Linked DNA regions of Nothobranchius furzeri: region 1 is linked to region 2. Evidence: chromatin contacts called from public Micro-C data. All regions are on one chromosome and are shown on one strand. Each heading gives the region's core, a stretch centred on a gene start, on an enhancer-like site or on the middle of the called end of the contact. The rest is flanking DNA. Distances are from core to core; before and after follow the strand shown. Region 1 holds the start of naa20 (N-alpha-acetyltransferase 20, NatB catalytic subunit). Region 2 holds the start of col12a1b (collagen, type XII, alpha 1b).

Region 1 (7,075 bases), core at 870-3,369, 140 kb before region 2:
TGGGTCTAACCAGATACCGGTTCGAACTCCCAAGGCCACGCTGACCCAGTTCTGCTCCTGCAGGTTTGGATCAGTTTTGCCAAGTTTGAGCTGTCCATTGATGAACCCACGCGGCTGCTGAAGTGTCGCCAGATCTACGAGGAGGCCAACAAGAGCATGAGGAGCTGTGAGGAGAAAGAGGAGCGGCTGATGTTGCTGGAGTCCTGGAGAGACTTTGAGAAGGAGTTTGGGTCCGACAGCACCAGGGACCGGGTCAGGAAGCTGCTGCCTGAGAAGGTGAAGAAGAGGAGGAAGCTGACAGCTGAAGACGGGGTAAGGAATACTTTCATCTGAGCGTGGTGGTCGGTTCAAAACCCTGTTGTGGTCCAATGGTTAGTGGTGAAGCCCCAGCCGTTACCTTTAATTATTCATGGTCCAGATGTTCTCAGCTGATCAGGTGTTTCTGTTCCCATCAGTCCGACGCAGGCTGGGAAGAATACTATGACTACATCTTCCCAGAAGATGCTGCCAACCAGCCCAACCTCAAGCTGCTCGCTATGGCCAAGATGTGGAAGAGGCAGCAGGTGAGGGACGATGGAGACAAGTCTTCAGCAGGTGAGGAGGAACAATCTTCCTCTCACCAACCTGCAACTCCTGAAAAGCAGCCGGAGGATGAGAGCATCCAAATGGAGACGGAGCAGCAGAACACACACGGTGACCGATCCGACGGGAGCAGCCAGGAGGAGAAGGAGGAGGAGGAGAGAGAGGGCAGCCGGCGCAACAAGGAGGAGAAAGACCAGAGTCCTCCTTGAGAAACTTCACCTTGGTTTTCCTTCAGTTAAAGAACTAAAATAGCTCATTTGTCTCACACACACACACACACACTTTTATATTTTTCGGAAATGTTCATTGAAAATTTACAGGAAATAAAAACATGAAGCCACGTGTTTTCTATAATCAGTCTCTGGGTGTGACGAGTAACCAGGAAGTGATGATGGTGAGGGTCAGCTGTTATTCGATGTCTTCTGGTCTGACCGGATGAGGCAGTGGGATGATGGACTTCTTCTCTGTGTCTCGGGACAGAGCTTTCCTCATGTCTGCAGGAAGAAACAGTTGGTCAGAGATATGTACACGCACGCACGCGCACACACACACACACACACCATAGGCGTCTTCATCGGGCTCCCCGTTGCTGGCCGAGTAATACTCAATCACAGTCCTGTAGACGCTGTAACCCAGACGCTTGTACATGTTCACTGCCACCTGGTTGGACACTCGCACAAACAGGTCCACGAAGAACCCTCCCTTCCTGCAGGACAAGGACACGTGTCTCATCAGGTCTCTGAGGGACGTCTGCTCTTCCGTCTGATTGCCAGCACAAACCTCTCTGAGATCTCCTCCAGCATCTCCATGAGTTTGGCAGCGAGGCCGAGCCGTCTGAAGTCTGGAGCCACCGACAGCGCCGTGACGTGGCCATGCCACTCCTCCCGGGCTACAGATCCCTCCGCCTTCCCCATAACTGGTGACAGGAACAATCAGATAAGCTGTAGCAGCGATGACGTCATCAACTCACTGAGAAAACTGAAGAACTCACTGTAGCCCATCAGCTCGCCACCCGGAGCCTCAGCCACAATGAAATACTCTGGCCAGTGAGCCAGGTACTGCAGGTAGAACGGGATCCCATACTGGAGGTCAAAGGTTAAAGAAAAACAAGCAAGGAAACAGCTGAACCTAAGCATGAATTAGCCGTTCTCATGGGTTCGTTCTGCTGAGTCAGGATACGGTTTCCGTCAGAGGATCCAAGTTTCTGATGAACAAAACATTTTATTACATGTTTGTGCGGGAAAGCAAGAGGAAACACGTCACACCTGTTAACGTTATTGTCTTCTATAGCTACATTATTAATAATAAATCAACCAACGGGACGTAAGCCGGAGCACGCGCTCACTCCGCCGGTAAAACAAAGGACACAACAATAATATAGACACCTGAGCCCAGACTGAGCAGGTACTATCACACACTTACATGTTGTTGAATTTAAACAGGTCATCGCAGGTAAACGAGCGCAGCGTCGTCATCTTGACCCCAAACCGGAAAGAGAGGAGGTAACTTAAAAAGACATAACACCCACCATCGCCTCCTGCTGGTGTGGATGCCAAAGAGTCCTCATTTAAAACAGATTCTGGGTTATGTAGTCCATAATCAGGAGGGAAACGAGCCCAGTTTTCACGATCAGATTTTCACCATGTTAAAGTTATCAACCAAATATTTAGTTAGCAAGCTGATTATTTCACTTGGTGTTAAATAAATATTTAATTTACTTAAACATTTTATTTAAAGCTTTGTTTACAAACAAAATATTTAGTTAAGAAATAAATATTTAATTTCCTCCAAACAAATGACAGGTCCCAGCTAAATATTTATTTTTCAAATTCAATATTTGGATATAGCTCCATAATAAATGTTTAGCTGGGATCTAAATATTTATTTAGAAAATAAATATTTAATGTTGTCAAAGTACAAAAATGCAATGCTATATATATATATATATATATATATATATATATATATATATATATATATATATATATATTTATATATATATGTGTGTGTGTATGTATGTATGTATGTATATATATATGTGTGTGTGTGTGTGTATACATATAATATATGTATATAATATATATATATATATATATATATATATATATATATATATATATATGTGTGTGTGTGTGTATACATATAATATATGTATATTGTATGTATGTGCAGACCACCCAGGTAAACAAGTACCTATATATACATATATATATATATTATATATGTATATATATATATAATGTATATATATATATATATATATATATATATATATATATATATATATATACATACATATATATTACCTATTTGTGCCTTCGTGTACGTTTTAAATGCCGTATCTCAGTGGTAGTTTTGTTTGACCTAATTGTTTTAAGCTGTGAGTATTTTGTTAAATTTCATCGATGTCGTTAGTAACGTTCAGCACTTCGGTCAGCTGTATGGTATATGGTATGGTATGAATGGGTGAAGGCTGGTCCATTTTTGCCAAACCCAATGCCCTGATCCATGAGCATGGCTCATTGAACTGAGGAGCAGACTCTCACCCCTACCAGCAGGTGGCAGACTTGTTTCACAAAACAAACAACCTGGTTTGAACCCACAAACTGCAATTTTCCATGACCTTGGCAATGACTCTCAACTGTTTCCCTGTTTAATTTCAAAGGCACTGTCAAGAGTCACAGCCATACTTATGAGCACAGAAGCAAAGCAAAGTAAATGGACCATCGTAGATCAAGAAAGCGAGTGAGTGGTGTGTGTCAGTGGCCAGAAAGTTGAAGATGAAGAAGAAAATATGAAAATCTTTTCTATAGGGCCTCTCAAAATAAATCACGAGGCGCTTCACAAAAACAAAAAATGTAAAAATATAAAAAAGAATTTAGAAAGTGTTTAAAATATATTTTAAATGAGGAAAAAATAGAAAATTGTGATTAAAATGTAAAGAAAGAGAGAGAGTGAATAGGAAAGAGGGAAATCAGTGGATCCTGAGGAAGGTGGAATAGGTGGGGAGAGCATAAAGAGAGTGGTGAAAAAGGTCATACAAAAGCCAGCTTGAACAAGTGAGTCTTCGGCTGTTTTTTAAAGGAGACCACCGAGTCCACTGATCTCAGGCTCAGGGGGAGAGAGCTCCTGGGTCTGGGGGCCACAGCAGCAGATGATCTGTCACCTTTGGTCTTTAGCCTGGTGCTGCACAACCAGTAGGTTTTGGTCACTGGACCTCAGGGACCTGCTGGGGGTGTAGGGACTAAGAAGATCACCAATGTAAGATGGTGCTTGTCCATGTAAGGCCCTATAGAACAGAACCAGGATCTTGAAATGAACCCTGAAGTTGACTGGCAGCCAGTGAAGCTGGAGGAGAAGCGGGGTGATATGGGTGTGTTTGGAGGACTTGGTCAGAAGCCGAGCACAGGCATTCTGAACCACCTGCAGACGGTTCAGGGAGGTTCTGCTCAGACACGTGAAAAAAGAGTTACAGTAGTCTAAGCGTGAGGAGATGAAGGTGTGGATAACTGTCTCAAGTTCAGAGTGGGACAGAATGGGACTCAGCTTAGCAATGTTCCTGAGATGGAAGAAGGAAGAGCGAACAAGAGAACTGACACGAGAATCCAGGGTGAGAGCTGGGTCAAAGGTCACACTAAGACTCCTACGGAAGGTTTGGTATGAGAAGCAAGCTGACCAAGAGAGTCTCTGACTTTGGGAACCAGCTTGTCTGGGGCACAGATGAGGATCTCAGTCTTATCTTCATCCAGCTGTAGAAAGCTCCCAGCCATCCAGGTTTTGATAGAGTCTAAGCAGGTGTGTAACAGCTGCAGCATAGACATCTAATGGGGCTTAAAGAAGAAGTACAGTTGGATGTCATCTGCATAAAGATGGTAGGATATTCCTTTGAAGGAGCTCAGGATGTGCTGAAGAGGAAGCAGATAGAGGAGGAAGAGCAGAGGCCCCAGCACAGAACCTTATGGGACACCAGGTAAACAAGGGTGAGGCAGACCACCCAGGTAAACAAGAGTGAGGCAGATCACCAGGTAAACAAGGGTGAGGCAGACCACCCAGGTAAAAAAGAGTGAGGCAGATCACCAGGTAAACAAGGGTGAGGCAGAGACTGAGGAAGCTTTGTTGCCATCTTGGGCAAAATATGTGCTAAGCCACTAAGGTCCTAAAGAATTATTTTCAGGGGTTTGTTTCTTCAAAGTTGAGAGAAAATGTGTACTGTTGGTGCCTTCCTCCTTTTGAGAAATAGAATAACTTTGCTTGTAACAGAAATTAAAATGAAAAATCACTCCACAAAGTCGGATCCAGCTTATGAACAGACCGTACACATACCAGATGATGTTTGGTCTGTGGCCACGCGATCATCTGCTCAGAACTCTAACGTCTCATCCGATGACAAAAACCTCTACGTGAGATCTGATCAAAGAGCTGGCTTTCTCTTCAGTCTGAAAGAAGCAGATTTTATATGCTGGCAGCTGCCGTGAATAACCCATTAGAGTAATGAGAAGCAGGTGGTGAAGCTTTTCAGTCACGTGGCTATTTGGGCTGAGATGTGTGGAAAAGCATTCAGGGGAACATTAAACGTGTGACACTCAGACACATTAATAACCAGAAACCCTAGATGTTTTTGTGCTGACACAATTTAGCTCCCGGGTTTCCATAAACATTAAGATCTGTTAGATGTTTCAGAGAAGAACTGAAGATCATCTTCAGAGAAAATAAATGTGAAATCATGAGAAAGACATCTGTCTTAAAGAGTGAGCCAACCCAACATCAACTTTCTTTTGCTGGGATAAATGAGTCTCTAACAGTGTTGTAGACATGTGTAATTATTTGCCATTTTTGTGTGTGTTAGGTCCACCCAATCAAATGGCTTTCTTTAAAAAATTATGTGTAAATTTATTTTATTTATGAGGGGTGTCCTTTCAGGCCATCATACAATAAAATGAAACAGAATAAATTTGCAGGACCAGAAATCTGATAAGCCACCTCTTTCAGTGAAGGAGGAAAAATGAAGGTGTAATATTAATTTACGCAGCTCTAACTATGGCAGAGCTGAGGCAAACCAGGCGTTCTTCATCAAAGGGCTTGTCCCCAGACTGAGAGTCCCGGTTGGAGAATAGATTTGAAAGTCAGGGTCCTCTTCCATTGATCAGGTACCTTGAAGTCCAGGTCCGGAGCGTAATAACATAGTTCGGAACATGAAGCGCAAAGTTCAACTTCTCAATGGGAGGACTTCAGGGTCCTTCCGTGGCGTGTTGAGGCAGTTGTCCAATTGTCAAGGAGCTGATATTGTCCCCGCAAAGTCCTTCAGGTCCTTGACCGTGAAACCAGGTTGGAGATTGGGTGCAGGTTTATGTTTATGTTTATTTATTTGGCAGACGCTTTTATCCAAAGCGACTTACAATTTATAACCTATAGGGCATGTTGTGATCTGTGGGGGAAACCGGAGTACCCGGAGGAAACCCACGCATTCATGGGGAGAACACGCAACTCCACGCAGAAAGGCCGCAGCCGAGTTTCGAACCTGCAACCTTCGTGCTGCGAAGCAACAGTGCTAACCACTACCACTAACTAACTCAACCTGCGTCCAAGTCATAGTTGCTTAGATTTACAAAAACTCTATTTAGTACATGAAGTACTATCCTGTTTTTCTCAGAATGTTTATGAATACAAGCAAGTGTGGGTGTTGGACTATTTATTGTGGATGTTTTGTTTGCATTAGGGACTTTATGTATTGTGATTATGTGCTAATATTCATTTCTGATGCTGATTTTGATTTTATATGCTTTGTTGAAGAATGCAGTAATGTGATCGGCTGATTGTGTGACGTGACACACCTGTATACATAAAGAGGCAGAGACGCCGGAAGGGCGCTCTCTTAAGGCTGATTCATGCTTCTCCATCAGCTCCGCAACGGATAGACACGCATGGATTGACGGAAGCGTTTTGCTCTCATATTTCTCCGTCTCCTGGGGAGTGCTGCAAAGCAATTCCCCAGCAGGACAACAGAGGGCGTAGAGCTGTTCTGTGGTATCTTGTCATGTATCCGGTCCAAGATAGTGTGTTTATAATGTGTTTTTTGTATATAAGAGACTTTTTAACACAGACAAATTTGTCTCTCATTGTCCTCCGCCTCTTCATGCGTTCGCTACCTATAAACCCACGTTTCCTGTCATTTCCGTCCACAAATAAAATGCTTGCTGTGCATCAGGAGACGTGTGAAAGGAGGATGCTGGGGAAGATGACCTCCATCTTAAAAAACCCCTCCCACCCACTGCATTCTACTGTGGAGACCATGGACAGCTCCTTCAGAGGCAGACTGAGACATCCCAGATGTAAAACAGAACGCTGCCGTAGGTCATTCATCCCCTCTGCAGTAAGAGTGTAGACCTCCTCAGTTTGACTGGTACTGGCATTATCCTGGTACACAATACCACCAATACAATACTCAGTATGTGTTCAATACCTGGGCAGTATGCTGCTGAAGGTTCTCGCTCAT
Region 2 (6,148 bases), core at 2,109-4,608:
CACCACGGTGACAACATAGTCCACATCTGGGCTCAGGTCTGGGATGGAGAGCTCAGTTACAGTCGGAGCCACAGAAAACTCTCGGGGTTCTTCTCCTGCAAGAATGCGTGAATTCAGAAGGAAGCCATGATGTCACCTGAAGTTGGAGGACGGCTGACCTCACGACTGGAATAGCTGCATAAACACTTTAATGAAAACTATCCACCATAAACCTTTAATAAACGCTGAAAGCTGCAGAAAATCTCTGACCATTATTCTCTCCAGCATCTGAGTTCTGCTTTAGAAGAATGTAAACAACGAGAGTAAACAACAGGGTCTCGCTGCAGCAGAACGTTACTTCAACACGTTCATCAGACATGAGAAAATAGTTACAAGTCCTTTCTTTTAACCTTAACCCACCCCCACCCCCCACCCCCACCCCCCCCCCACACACACACACACACACACAGATGGTGATAAACTACCACCGGTCCCTCTGACCACCACCAGCACTCAACATGAGTAAGTGTCTTGCCCAAGGACACAACTGCAACAGACTGGGCTGGAACCTGCAGCCCTCTGGTTAGGGGGCGGGGTCTTAACTCCTGTGCCACCGTCGCCCTATAATAACGATACGACACTCCTGAGCTACAGCCGTAAATCCGCTGGCATCTTCACCCAGTCACATTCCTTCTCCTTGTAGCGTCAAAATTCCCAGAATTCAACGCATGCAGGTGGAAACTTGTCTGCAGAGGGAAGTTCGTGTTGCACATCATGCAGGTGACACAAGCACCCACCTGAGGCGGAGGCCACCTGGATCCTGTAGCCTTCCGTCCGTGACCGCGATCTGCTCCACGTCATTTTTACTGAATTCTCATTTAGAATTTGAAACTTCAGATCTGCTGGTGGGTCGACTGTGGAGAGAGAAGCATGGTCAGCGTTAATGGTCAGCTTTTAGGAGGGCTTGTATGTGATGCTCAGACCCAACAGTCCACACTTCCAGGAGGAAGTCAGAGACGAGCCGACTGTTGGAGCAGAAGGGGCCACACACAACGCTCATGAGGCTGACGTCACAAACAACAACAACGGGAAGGAAAATAAACATCTGAAATTTGGATACACTCCATTTTTCCAGAGGAATGACTGAAATCAAAGAAGCCAAAATGGAGCAAGGAGGATCCACCAAGAAGGCTTTTCTGGTCTCCACTGCTAAACCTGGTAAAGGAGTGCACGAGTACACTGGTGCATCCTTTGTGTTCAGGGTTCTTCAGAGCTGGGTGAACATGCACGTGTACGTGGAAAGTTGTTTCCAACAACTTGGAGCAGCAGACACACACACACACACACACGTGTCCACGTACACACGGGCCCACAAGGGGGCTGAAATATTTTACACTGATGTTCTTCTGGTTGGGGTTTTCTCAGAGCCTGTCTGGCTAGAGGTCCGCTTCTACAGGACCAGTCTGCTGGGTCAGGTCGTCTCTTCCTTCTACCTTCTCTAGACTGCCGTTGGTTCTCCTCACAGCTCCGTAGTGGTTCCCAATGCTAGGCTCGGGGCCCCACAGCGGGTCACCAAGAGCTCTACAGGGGCCCTGAGATGAATCAAAATAAAACTGAAGCTATTATATAGCATGATTGTTAGAACAGCTAAAGAAAAATCCTAAATGTTTCTGAGAGAACACGGTCCAACCCCAGTCCTGTTGGCTACATCACACATTTCTGGGCTACTTGGTTTGGGAACCACAGATCCGCAGCAGGAAGAGCACAGGATCATCTAGCTAACGGAGCGGACTAGACCACCAACCAGTAGGACCGAAGAGCATCAGTAGAAAATATTGTTGTGAAGCCGAGACTCGAGGTCCGGAGACCCAGTCAGGCTTGACCCAGACGATCACAGGACAGTAAAAACGAAGGAGCCACCAACCTGGTGAATCCAAGTCCTGCAGGAGACGGTTCTGACGCTGGCCTGTGGACCCCACCCCTTTTAACCCTTGACCAAACTGCTTTTATTACCTGTCCTTTCATCTTTCTAAGCTTTGGGTCCCCCACCTCCCCGCCTCCCCCAGAAGGTCATAAATTCTTCTGGGAGGAGAGAGAAAGTCTTCTACCGCACTTTTCTGGGTTTCCTGTTTGTTCTTTCGCACAAACTTCACACAGCAACAGTCAAACTTCTGGGAAATGTGGGAAAGCCAGACTTTTAATTTTCCATCTCGTCAGGAAAAAGAGCAGGAGCGCCTCCTGCTGCTGAAAGGGCGTAACTGCGGCCAGCTCGGATTAAAGTTCCTCTAAAACCAACTAGATGTGATTTCTTTCGAAGCCAAAGTGAAAACAGACTTGACAAATCCTAAAACTAGAGGAAAGAGAAGACCCTGCCACGTGACTTTCTTTTGTGCTCAGGAGTTGCTGACGTCACTGCTCCAACGGGCTTAGGCTGATTTAGAGACAACATCTGGTTGGAAAAGCGCTTCAGTCCATAAATCTACAGCAGGCTGTTTTTCTGATGAAGAAATCTGGAAAAAGTCGAAGGCTGGAAGGAAAAACCAGTTCAGTCACACGTTTCTTTGTCACGTTTTTATTCAAACTAAATCACTTTTACATTTTGGAGCAAAGAGGTTGAGATGAAATGGAAGACAGATGTGAAGGATTAAGGAGGTGAGGAGGAGGAGAAGGGGGAGCTTTACCTTGTTCCTGGGCCTGAGAGGAGGACAGCAGCAGCGCCAGGAGGACCACAGCTGCCAGAGACAGTCTGATCTTCATCTTCAGCTCCTCTGCTTCAGCAGAACATTCATGAAAACTGAGAGAAAACGGGTGGATTTGATCAGACGTGGTGGTACCACGGTGGAACGGAGCCATGCCGAATCTAGCAGGACTAAAAACACATCAGAACAGCAGATGTCCGCAGAACTCAAGCGGTCCAGCCTAGTGGAGAACATCTCATCACACATTATACCACAAGGCTTAGTTCTTATCTTTATCTGATTAATTATACCTAAGAGTTCACTTTGGCACCGTGCGCAATTACGCACCGCGGTGCCCATAGTCACCGCGTTCAGCGAATCCAAACTAATGTCACAGAAAGCAAACAGAATCAAATAACAGTCAACAAATCTAGCAAAAAACATTCTCTTCACCTGAGATTCCCCAGAGACACAGGATCAGGATCAGGATCGGGATCGGGACTGACCTGCAGATGGAAATGTTGGATGGTTTAGATCTGTTAAAAAATAGCTGAAGTCTGAGAAAAGGGAGGGTTGGTGGTTCTGGACGCGTCGGCGATCCTTTTCCGAGTGAGCCGAGTCTCCAGACGATCTGCTTCTTAACGGGAGGGCAGCTCCCAGGTCGGCCAGCCCCGCAAACAGCGCTGACGACATCCAGCCGTTCCACCCTGACTTCTGGAAAGGGTTGGCAGCCTCTCTCTCACTAGGAAACTTTTACATAGATTGGCGCATTCCTTTCCGCTGATGGAGAGCTCCTGTGCGCCTCGGCTGCGTGACAGCGGCGCAAAGGCGGCTATTGGGGGAGGGCTGGGGAGGGGGCGCAGAAAGGTCAGTAAACCAAAAATGACCTTTCACCTGGAGGGCAGCCTAATGTCGCCATTAATCACGTAAAATAATCCGAGCCTCCAGGCTGCGGAGAACCTTCATCAGCTGCCGAAGACGTCAGTCCCGATCTGTTCTGCCAATCAGGCATCTAAGCATGCGGGTTCAGGTCCAGATGTTCCTGTTCCCAGCCAGAACCGACCCGAACCAGGCCTCGGGCCTAAACCATAGACATGAATACGTAGATGCTCCACTGGGTGCTGGAGAGCGTAACAGCATCGCTGCCATAATGGGTGGGTCTCCTCACTCAAAACCCAACTGGAGTAACGCAGAGTGACTCATATACGTACACAGCCTACAGCAGAGCTATTCCATCCTGGTCCTGGAGGGCCGGTGTTGTACCTAACCCTAACCTGCTGCCCAACCCTAATCCTAACCCTAAAACAAACATAAAAGCAGTGTTACACAGTCAGTACCCCAGGCCTACAGCTGCTACACCCAGCGCACCATTATGACTTCTTTTCTACACTCACTGAGTGGGACTCGTTTTCATGGTTCAATTGAAATCAAGTTTTTTATGAAGCTCCAAATCAGGACCAGAGTCGTCTCAAGGACCTTCACACAGTAAGCATTCCAATACAGGTCAGGTCATTGATCAGCTGTTCTCTGGAGCACAGACCATTGGACTGGTGCTGAAGTGACCGCACACCATCTTGGATGGGTCTCCATTAACCCCCATTTACTTCTACTGTGGAAGGTGCCTACCCAACTAGAGAACACATTTTATTATTCTTTTCCACAAAATCAGACATATGGTGTGGCACCTTATCCATATTGGGCGAAGGTGAGGAGGGTGACTGTGGCACAGTAGTTCAGAGTTCATTTAAACGTATTTTGTACGTTCATTCTGTACATTTCATCTAACTGTGTTACTTGGTTCTAAATATCAGCAAAAACAAGGTAAAACAACTATTTTGTTGTGTCAAAAAAATAACCAAGTAATGCATTCTACCTTTTTCCGACTCAAGATCATGGTCTCCGATTTAGAGGAACTGATTTTCATTCCAGCAGCTTCACACTTGGCTGCGAACCACTCTAGTGAGAGCTGGAGATCACGTTCTGATGAAGTCTTCAGGACCACATCATCTGCAAAAAAAAAAAAAAAAAAAGAGAGACTCCAACTCTCGCGAGAAATGAGCCCGACTTACTGCCGGCAATGCAGACCAATTCAATTCAAGTTTATTTATATAGCGCCAAATCATGACAAGAGTCGTCTCAAGGCACTTCACATAATAAACATTCCAATTCAGGTCAGTTCATTAAGCCAATCAGAAATAATGTTTCCTATATAAGGAACCCAGCAAATTGCATCAAGTCACTGACTAGTGACAGTGACTATACAGCAATCCTCATACTAAGCAAGCATAAAGCGACAGTGGAGAGGAAAACTCCCTTGGTATGGGGTACCCACTACCAAGCTCTAATACCAGTCATACAGAAACCCACACAGCCCGTATCAGTCCTGGTACCCCATACTCCCGAAGTACCCCCCAAAGGGCCTCACAAGGGACGAGTTGAACGCATTCTCCAAATCCACAAAACACACGTAGATTGGTTGGGCGAGCTCCCACACACCCTCCAGGACCCTCTAAGGGTGTAGAGCTGGTCCAGTGTTCCAAGATAGGATGAAAACCACATAGTTCCTCCTGAATCCAAGGTTAGACAATCCATTGGACTCTCCTCTTCATAATCCCTGATAAGACCTTACCAGGAAGGCTCAGGAGTGTGGTCGCCCATTAGTTGGAACACATCCTGCAGTCCCTCTTTTTAAATAAGGAGACCACCAGTACAGTGGAACTGCCCCCCGATGTCCACACAATATTGCAGAGCCGTGTCAGCCAACATAACCCTACAACATCCAGAGCCTTAAGGTACTTGGGCGGATCTCTTTCACCTCCAGAGCCTTGCACTGAGAAGCTTTTTGTCCACCTCAGTGACCTCAGCATCAGACTGGAGAGCCCAACCCAAAGTCCCCAGGCTCCGCTTCCTCACTGGCCACCAATCATGTGAGACAACAAAGTAGATCATCGAGCTACAGCCTAAGGTATCCATCCTGGTGCGAAGAGCACGTATGGACACCTTCATGTCTGAACATGGTGTTGGTTATGGACAATCCATGACGAGCACAGAAGTCCAATAACTAAACACCGCTCTGATTCAGCTCAGAGGGCCGTTCCTCCCCACCACACCTCTCCAGGTCTCACTGTTGTTGCCCACGTGGGCGTTAAAGTCCCCCAGCAGAACGAGGGAGTCACCAGAAGGAGCGCTCCCCAGCAACTCCTCCAAGACCTCCAGAAAGGGTGGGTAGTTTAAGCTGCAGTTTGGTGCATGAGCATGTACCACAGTAAGAGGACCCGTCCCCCAATTCAATTCAGTTCTGTTTATTTATATAATGCCAAATCATGACAAGAGTAGTCTCAAGGCACTTCACGACATAACCATTCTAATAGAGTTCAGTTCTTTAAAGAGCAAGTCGCATCAAAATCTACCTTTTTTGCTGATAATTGGACAAATGAGCATCTAATACTGTTGTGGACATGTTTAGTCATAATTTTAGCATTTTGATGCAT

What was found. Hi-C and Micro-C count contacts between places; a contact is called where the count stands out from the background.
Region 1: a contact with region 2 is called in a Micro-C map of tail fin, with 19 times the contacts expected there. The contact joins the promoter of naa20 here to the promoter of col12a1b in region 2. A contact is called at or near these places in 2 of 2 Hi-C or Micro-C datasets (skeletal muscle and tail fin).

The regions. Positions count from the first base shown.
Region 1 is chr2:17,424,895-17,431,969 of NfurGRZ-RIMD1, reverse strand. naa20 (N-alpha-acetyltransferase 20, NatB catalytic subunit) reads right to left here and starts at 2,119. Exons shown (of 6, transcript XM_015948264.3): 1 at 2,005-2,119; 2 at 1,762-1,786; 3 at 1,574-1,664; 4 at 1,363-1,498; 5 at 1,143-1,288; 6 at 865-1,076. The coding sequence starts at 2,057. The coding sequence ends at 991. It overlaps crnkl1 (crooked neck pre-mRNA splicing factor 1), which reads left to right. Exons shown (of 14, transcript XM_015948263.3): 13 at 64-312; 14 at 456-922. The coding sequence ends at 791.
Region 2 is chr2:17,286,308-17,292,455 of NfurGRZ-RIMD1, reverse strand. col12a1b (collagen, type XII, alpha 1b) reads right to left here and starts at 3,358. Exons shown (of 76, transcript XM_070544698.1): 1 at 3,164-3,358; 2 at 2,661-2,773; 3 at 777-893; 4 at 1-95. The coding sequence starts at 2,736.